Regions from separate parts of the Triticum aestivum genome. Here region 2 is linked to region 1. The links are chromatin contacts, called in public Hi-C maps. All regions are on one chromosome and are shown on one strand. The core of a region is the stretch at or near the end of the contact, and the rest is flanking DNA. Distances in the headings are between cores, read along the strand shown. Region 1 has its middle 16 kb from the start of LOC123181120. Region 2 holds the start of LOC123181121 (endoribonuclease Dicer homolog 3b).

Region 1 (3,303 bases), core at 681-3,180:
ACTAAATACTGTGTGCAAACCTCCTTTAGTGCAGACAAAGAGTATGCAGACAACCAAACAAGATATATATGTTTTTTTGCCTTTTTTTCTTAGCCAGACTCAAATAAAAAGTGTATGCTATGCCGGTAAAAAGTCAGATGAGAACCAAGTACGCCCTTTGTGATGTTGCTTCATCTGGCTCGGGACCACGTTCCTAGTTTTTTTAACACAGTACAGACGCAAGCGCTCATACATACGCGCATACACTCATCTCTATGAATGCGCACACACACACATACCCTACCCCTATGAGCACCTCCGAGAGACTGAGTCGGCATATCATCTTGAGATTTATGAAGTCACCATAGGCGCCTCGTCGTCAACGCGAACGGCTCCTCCCACTGAAAGCGCATCGCTGAAAATCCTGAAATAAATCCAAGAATAATGCGAGCACCAGGACTTGAATCCTGGTGGGCTGAGGATACCACTGTCCCTCTAACCATCCAACCACAGGTTGGTTCGTGGGACCACGTTCCTAGCTAAATGGTAGGGCAACTGAGGATAACACACGTTCTAAAAAACCCCGAGGATAACACTGACACTGCAATATTCGAACGGAAAAAAGAAAAAGCTTAGATAACACAGCATCCTTTCCATTTTGGGTATGAATGCAGAAGCGTTTAAACATATGCAACTTCTTTCTTTTGTGTATACTTGTTTCGCCAGGGCCACTATAAAGAAAGAAGTTAGGGTATCTTCAACGAGAACCCATAAAATGTCCGCAATTGTCCGGATTAAATTGTCTGAACATGATTTACCATTTAAACATGGTTCCGTGGGTGTTCGCGGACGCGCCTGTGCCTAGGACCTCCATCACGTTGGACTCCTACATTCTCCGTTCACACAAAAATCAAGGTGAACGTTGCACATTTGAAGCGGTCTGCACTGTTTTCGTGTCAAACCCTGCCCTTCCCAACTCTCTGCTCTGATCATCGTCGCCCTTCACTCCAATTCCCGTGCTTTTTGCCGTCCACCGCCGCATGGACCCGTACAAAGACCTGCCAGATCTGGTGGAAGTGGAGGATCTAGAGAAGGTGGCCGCCCCCAAATCAACTCGGCGACACTACAAGCGCGTGACATCAAAAGTAAGCAAAACATCAAGAGGGCGTGGGCAGGGGGCGGGGATGCTGGGCGTCGCCACCATCGTCCATGCACACGCCGCCTTGGCTGGGGCAATACCAGTCACCCTACTTCTATGCCTCCAAGCAGTTCGGACGACAGTCCTCGACCTCCGCCGCTGGACACATGTCATATTGCGCCGACGTCAACGCGAGGCCGCTCCATTTTGCCGACTCGGCATCGCCGCAGCTTGTTCGATTGCGGAAGCTGGGCGTGGATTAGCTCGGTGCTAGCTCTCTGTTCGCTGGTATGTCTCAACCGCTTCCTCAGATACCAAGATGTTGACCATGAGGAAGGACGAATTGGATCCTGATGAGGCGATGATTGTGCGCTCCGTCCGTGTTAGGATATTGGCCTAGAAGGAGGCGGCTGGTGAGGAGGAGGTGGCATTAGAGTGAGCGGTGAGGCTCGGAGAACCGGTCTAGGAGGGCAGAAATACATTTTCTTTTGCACGGATTGCCGGACTATATCTTTTGTGATCAGACTCATGTAAATATTATGAACATCCACTTTTTTAGGTTGTGATCGTACGCTATGAACATCACAGTTTAATTTTCTCATATTGCCAGGGAAACCTTAGGTCCGGTTCGCCGGATCGGACATCGACAACGTCTTGACATCGCCCCATTCATGAAGGTATTGTCGTGGGTACGATGGTCGATTTTCGTATCCGTATCTGCACTAATCCATCATGCGGACAAAATAATGTAGACGACCTTGGAGATGCCCTCGAGGGCCGAAAAGAGTAGCATACCGAAAGCGGAGGGCCAATGCTGACAAACAATAATGACGTGATGCATACGGCGTCACACATGGTCCTGATGTGATGTCCATGGACCACCGTGTTGGACGACCATTTGGATCGGCTCTCCCATTATTATTTTCATTCACGGCACGGGAAAGGCCATCAGGTTAACGATTCAACCCGGGGTCAGACGTGAATCAACCTATGGTTGGATGTTTTTTTGAGGAATATCGCACTCTATTGATCAAGTATAATCAAAAGAGAGTGCCCCCGGATACAATCCAGAGTTACATGAAAAATAGAGTCACTAGAGGACTCACAAGATCTAGCTAGAATACGTGCCGCGACATTTGACATGATTTACATGACTAAAGTGAACAGACAAGAAGACCGATGCCAACTCCTTGATATCAGCAGTGATGAGCCCCATCGGCGAGCGATCAACCGTCGAAGCATTGGTTCTTCGGATAATTAACAAATAGTGTGACTGGAAAACGGCCCTTGAAAATCCTTCCTCACGGGCGAGAGCCACCGCACGACGTAGCGCCAGTGCTTCAACTAATTCTGGGGCGGTAATCTCGTCAACATGCTCGCGGCAAGCCAAGAAGCAATCTCCGACGTGGTTCTTGATTACAACGCCAGTTCCCATCCGCCGAGACTCCTTAAGAGTGCAACATCCACATTAACGGCCACTGCATCTGCCGTCAGGAGATACTAGGGTATCACCCCTTATAGCAAATGCAGTTCTACCACAATTCTGCACAATGAAGTCAATATAAGCCAAAGCTTTCTCAGCCACTCTGCGAGGATGCATCCTAACATCATTGTTTCCTACATCATTCCGGGCCTCCCAAATGTGCCAAATTGTTACTACCAAAGCCGTGGCCTCGAGAGAGGTCGCTCGTTGAATGAAATCAAATATCCACTGCTTGGTATGAACAAAACCTTTACGACACAGATGGAAGCCTAAATTGTGCTTCACCACTCGCCATACCCGACGCGCGAAGTGGCAAAACAGAAAGAGATGCTCAGCCCGCTCCTCTCTGCTACAGAAAAAACATGCCCCTACATTCGAAACATGGCGCCGTAGCAACTGACTGCCCGTCGGCAGACAATCGCGGGCTATTCTCCAAAGAACGATCTTCATCTTTCCTGGAGCATTGATCTTCCAAAGAGCTTACCATCTTTTCTCTTCAGCACTAAAGTCTGATTGCATACTGTGGCCATAAGAATTAAGAGTAGCATGAAATTTCTCAGACTTGGCCAAGTTATATGCCGATCTGACTGAGTAGGATCCAAATCGATCATGAGGCCAGGTAACAAAATCATCCACCACACGCACACTTAGTGGAATTTGTAACACTACGTTGGCCATCCTCTCAGGAAAAACACTTCGGACC
Region 2 (3,547 bases), core at 394-2,893, 170 kb after region 1:
GGAGATAATGTAGGATGAATAGGCGGGCTATATGTTGATCCCATTCCCATACACTAATATAGAAAAGATTGGTCTTATTTCACGAGTTTATTCATGTGCCTTTTGGCGTGTGCTAGCTGTTCAACTATACTGTGTATCTGAAGAAAAAAGAATAAAATGCAGCTCATTTCTCTACTGCTGGGTGTTCGTAAACGTGCTGGTTCGGAGATCCTGTTGGTGATGCGGGAATCTCCTCGAAAACTGAACATCTCATGTGAAGTTCATGCAAAATTAGGTCGAAAACATTCGTAATGCCTATCATTTCATTGATAGAAAGAAACAAAATGAGTACATGAAAAGATACAACACATGGCAAGAACAGATGAAAAGATACAACACATGGCAAAAACAGATACATGAGAAGGCGTGGGCATATCATTTAATTGATAGAAAGAGACATAAGAAATATTATATGAGAAGATACAACACATGGTAGGAACAAAATACATGAGAAGACACATTTCATTGATAGAAAGAAACAAAATGAGTACACGAAAAGATACAACATATGGCAAGAACAAATACATGAGAAGGCGTGGGCATATTATTTAATTGATAGAAAGAGACATAAAAAGTATTATATGAGAAGATACAACACATGACACGAACAAATATATGAGAAGACATAGACATGGTACCTAGAGCAGAGAGACAAGGGGTGCTCAGCCCGAACATAGGAAAAACACAAACTAAAACCATCAAGCCTAGGACCAGGGCGAACCGACATGACGTCAAACATCTCCAAAGCCAACATTGTCGACGTCGCGAGCAAGCAAGATAGCGTCTCCAAAAGGGGAGTGATGCCATGAGGCACCACCATCCGATTCGAAGAACCAGACCTAAGATTTCCCCCGTTGCTCAAAGAGGGGCATAGATAAAGGCCATGGCAGCGCCTCCATGAAGGAAAACAACACCCGCAAGCGGCGCCATTGCTGCCATCGTGGGCGAGCTGAGCTGGGATTTCGCCCTGGCCCGAGTTAGAGCAATCCCATTACCGCCAGATCAAGGTCCAGGGGTAAGAAAGTTAGCCTGCTGGTCGAGACCACCACCTCAGGATGGGGGAGGGGGGTTGCGCTTGTCGGCAGAGGGTGGCACCCGGGCATCCTCGAAAAAAGCGAGCTTTGTGACTGGCACACCATGAGATGGACATGGCCGAGAAGGCGTCAGGGTAGAGAGTGCCGACGCCACGGGCAAAGCCAGGAGCTGAAAGGGAAGGCAGATCCGAACTGTCGGAGGTGGAGCCGACGAGCCGAAGGCTGAAAAGGACACAACAATCGGAGTGTTGGGGTCGAAACCACACAGACAAAGAACGCTGGTAGGCCATGTACACTGAAGAACGTATGTCCATGGCCGAGAAACTGTCGTTTCTTCGAAAATGGAAAAGGGAAAAAGAACAAGAAAAACAATGGGTGCAAAGGTTTGAGACGCTCAGGCGGTTGGCATGATGACCCACAAAGAATATCGCGGACAAAAAGCATTCACGCTTTCTGACAAGATGACCCCACAAGTCAGCCGCTCGGATGAAGCCTCCATCACTCTTGAGTCATTTTCCTCCCCCCAAACCTCCTCTCCGCGCCAACGAACGCAGCGCAACCCACACCTCCACTTCACGCACTTTGCCTTCTCCCCTCCTCCGCCCAGTCTCCCACCTCCCGTCCCATCCCCGGCGCCGATTTATATACACGGCTGGCCTACAGACATGCGCTTCCCCCACCCCCGCCTCGCCCACTCGCCCGCACCGAACCCAACCCCATGGCCATGGCCATGGCCGACGACGACGGCCCCATCCCCCCGCCTCCGCCGCCGCCGCCGCCTCGCCGCCCCCACAGGCAGCTCCAGCCGAGGAGGTCGCGCATTACTCTCTCCGCAGTTCTCTGGCGCCCGCATTCCTAGAGCTGATGGGGGTTACCCATTCCGTGTCTGTGTCGGCGCAGGTACCAGGTGGAGGTGTTCGAGGCGGCGCTGCAGGGGAACACCATCGCGGTGCTCGACACCGGCTCCGGAAAGACCATGGTCGCCGTCCTGCTCGCGCGCCACCACGTGGGCCGCGTGCGCGCCGGGGAGGTGCCCCGCCGGATCGTCGTCTTCCTCGCGCCCACCGTGCACCTCGTCCACCAGGTGCGCTTCTGGACTCTGCAGCGACCGATTCGCGACGGCAACGTCTGCGCCGTTTTCTCGCTTCGCATTCGCAGCTGCCATGGCCCTGATCGCCGAATGCTGCTTGGGCTCGCGCTGTAGCAATTCGAGGTGATTCGGGAGTACACGGACCTCGACGCCGCTGAGTGCTACGGAGCTTCGGGGGTCGGCGACTGGAGTACCGACCGCTGGAACAAGGAAGTTGGGAGCAAGGAGGTAAGTGTCGGGGTTTACTCTATCCCGCGGCACGGTCATTGGTTGATCCGAATGCACACTGAATTGGTACACGTACCGTGCTCACCAAGTGCTTGATGAATGACTTGTTGACAAGGAACCAACATTGTTGGTTTCTGGGTGATAGCAGCTTCGGATCGCATGTAGATCGATGCCATTGTTATTTGAGTAGTATTCTTTAGCGTGAGGGCAGTCGACTAAAGCAATTTGCTGAAGGGCCGTGACTTTGAAATAGCTGGGGTCTCGAGTCTGGACACAAGTCCTAATAAAAGAAAATTTCCTTTCAATGCAGTCACTGCTAAATTTGGACACTGCTTTGAATCCGCAAGATCTCACAACTCCTGTAAATATGTTGCTTAAAAAAACTCTTGCAAATTTGCCACTTGGTAAAGTTATCTGGATTATGTGTCTTTCTAAATTCTAATCCAGTTTTGTGGATATTCCTATGTTTTTTACCTGCCGTATTGCGCTTATTATGCGTTCTATTGACAACTTTGATTGAAAATATGAATTTTCCTGGAACAATGATCTTATTATGCGTTCTATTATGTGTTTCAGATTGCTGTTATGACGCCCCAGATATTGTTGGATGCCCTGAGGCATGCCTTTGTAACAATGAGTGCAGTGAGCCTGCTAATATTTGATGAATGCCATCGTGCCTGTGGAAACCACCCATATACACGAATAATGAAGGTAATGGGATTTTTCTTGTTTTAACAACATCTGTAGATATGCTTTGGCTTGCCTCTCATGCAGTTTTTTGAAAGTAAAGAAGTTTCGTAGAATAGCAGTATTTTTCATAGTTTGGCATGTCGAATTTCCTAACGGTTTATTTCTCTTTTGAGTCTGTAGGAATTTTACCTTGGCTCTCAGTGGAGGCCAGCTGTATTTGGAATGACAGCATCTCCTGTTGCTACTAAAGGTAAGCATTCTACACATGACTCATGTGCTTCCTTTCTTTATACCCTCTGCGATTATTCTTCAGCAATATTTCCGGCAAACGACCACTATTTTGGTTCTTGAAATCAGCATGTTGTATGACTGTTATGTACCATGTGTCGTGCTCAGTGCTCTTATCTTCTCCCCCACAAGATCATACACTTCCTGAAGTGCGATACTCTGTTGTGCCAACAGTGCC

What was found. Hi-C and Micro-C count contacts between places; a contact is called where the count stands out from the background.
Region 2: a contact with region 1 is called in a Hi-C map of leaf, with 5 times the contacts expected there. The contact joins the promoter of LOC123181121 here to the enhancer-like site in region 1. A contact is called at or near these places in 2 of 5 Hi-C or Micro-C datasets (both in leaf).

The regions. Positions count from the first base shown.
Region 1 is chr1D:225,396,156-225,399,458 of IWGSC CS RefSeq v2.1, forward strand. No RefSeq gene overlaps it. Among protein-coding and RNA genes, the nearest start is that of LOC123181120, 16 kb to the left of the region's middle. Within about 2 kb of position 1,931, at least 1 of the 8 cell types and tissues checked has an H3K27ac peak or open chromatin away from gene starts, as enhancers often do. A contact at or near this core is called in leaf, where this site is marked.
Region 2 is chr1D:225,562,991-225,566,537 of IWGSC CS RefSeq v2.1, forward strand. LOC123181121 (endoribonuclease Dicer homolog 3b) reads left to right here and starts at 1,644. Exons shown (of 25, transcript XM_044593349.1): 1 at 1,644-1,886; 2 at 1,974-2,157; 3 at 2,278-2,391; 4 at 2,968-3,102; 5 at 3,262-3,331. The coding sequence starts at 1,792. LOC123158581 reads left to right here. Exons shown (of 3, transcript XM_044576501.1): 3 at 1-85.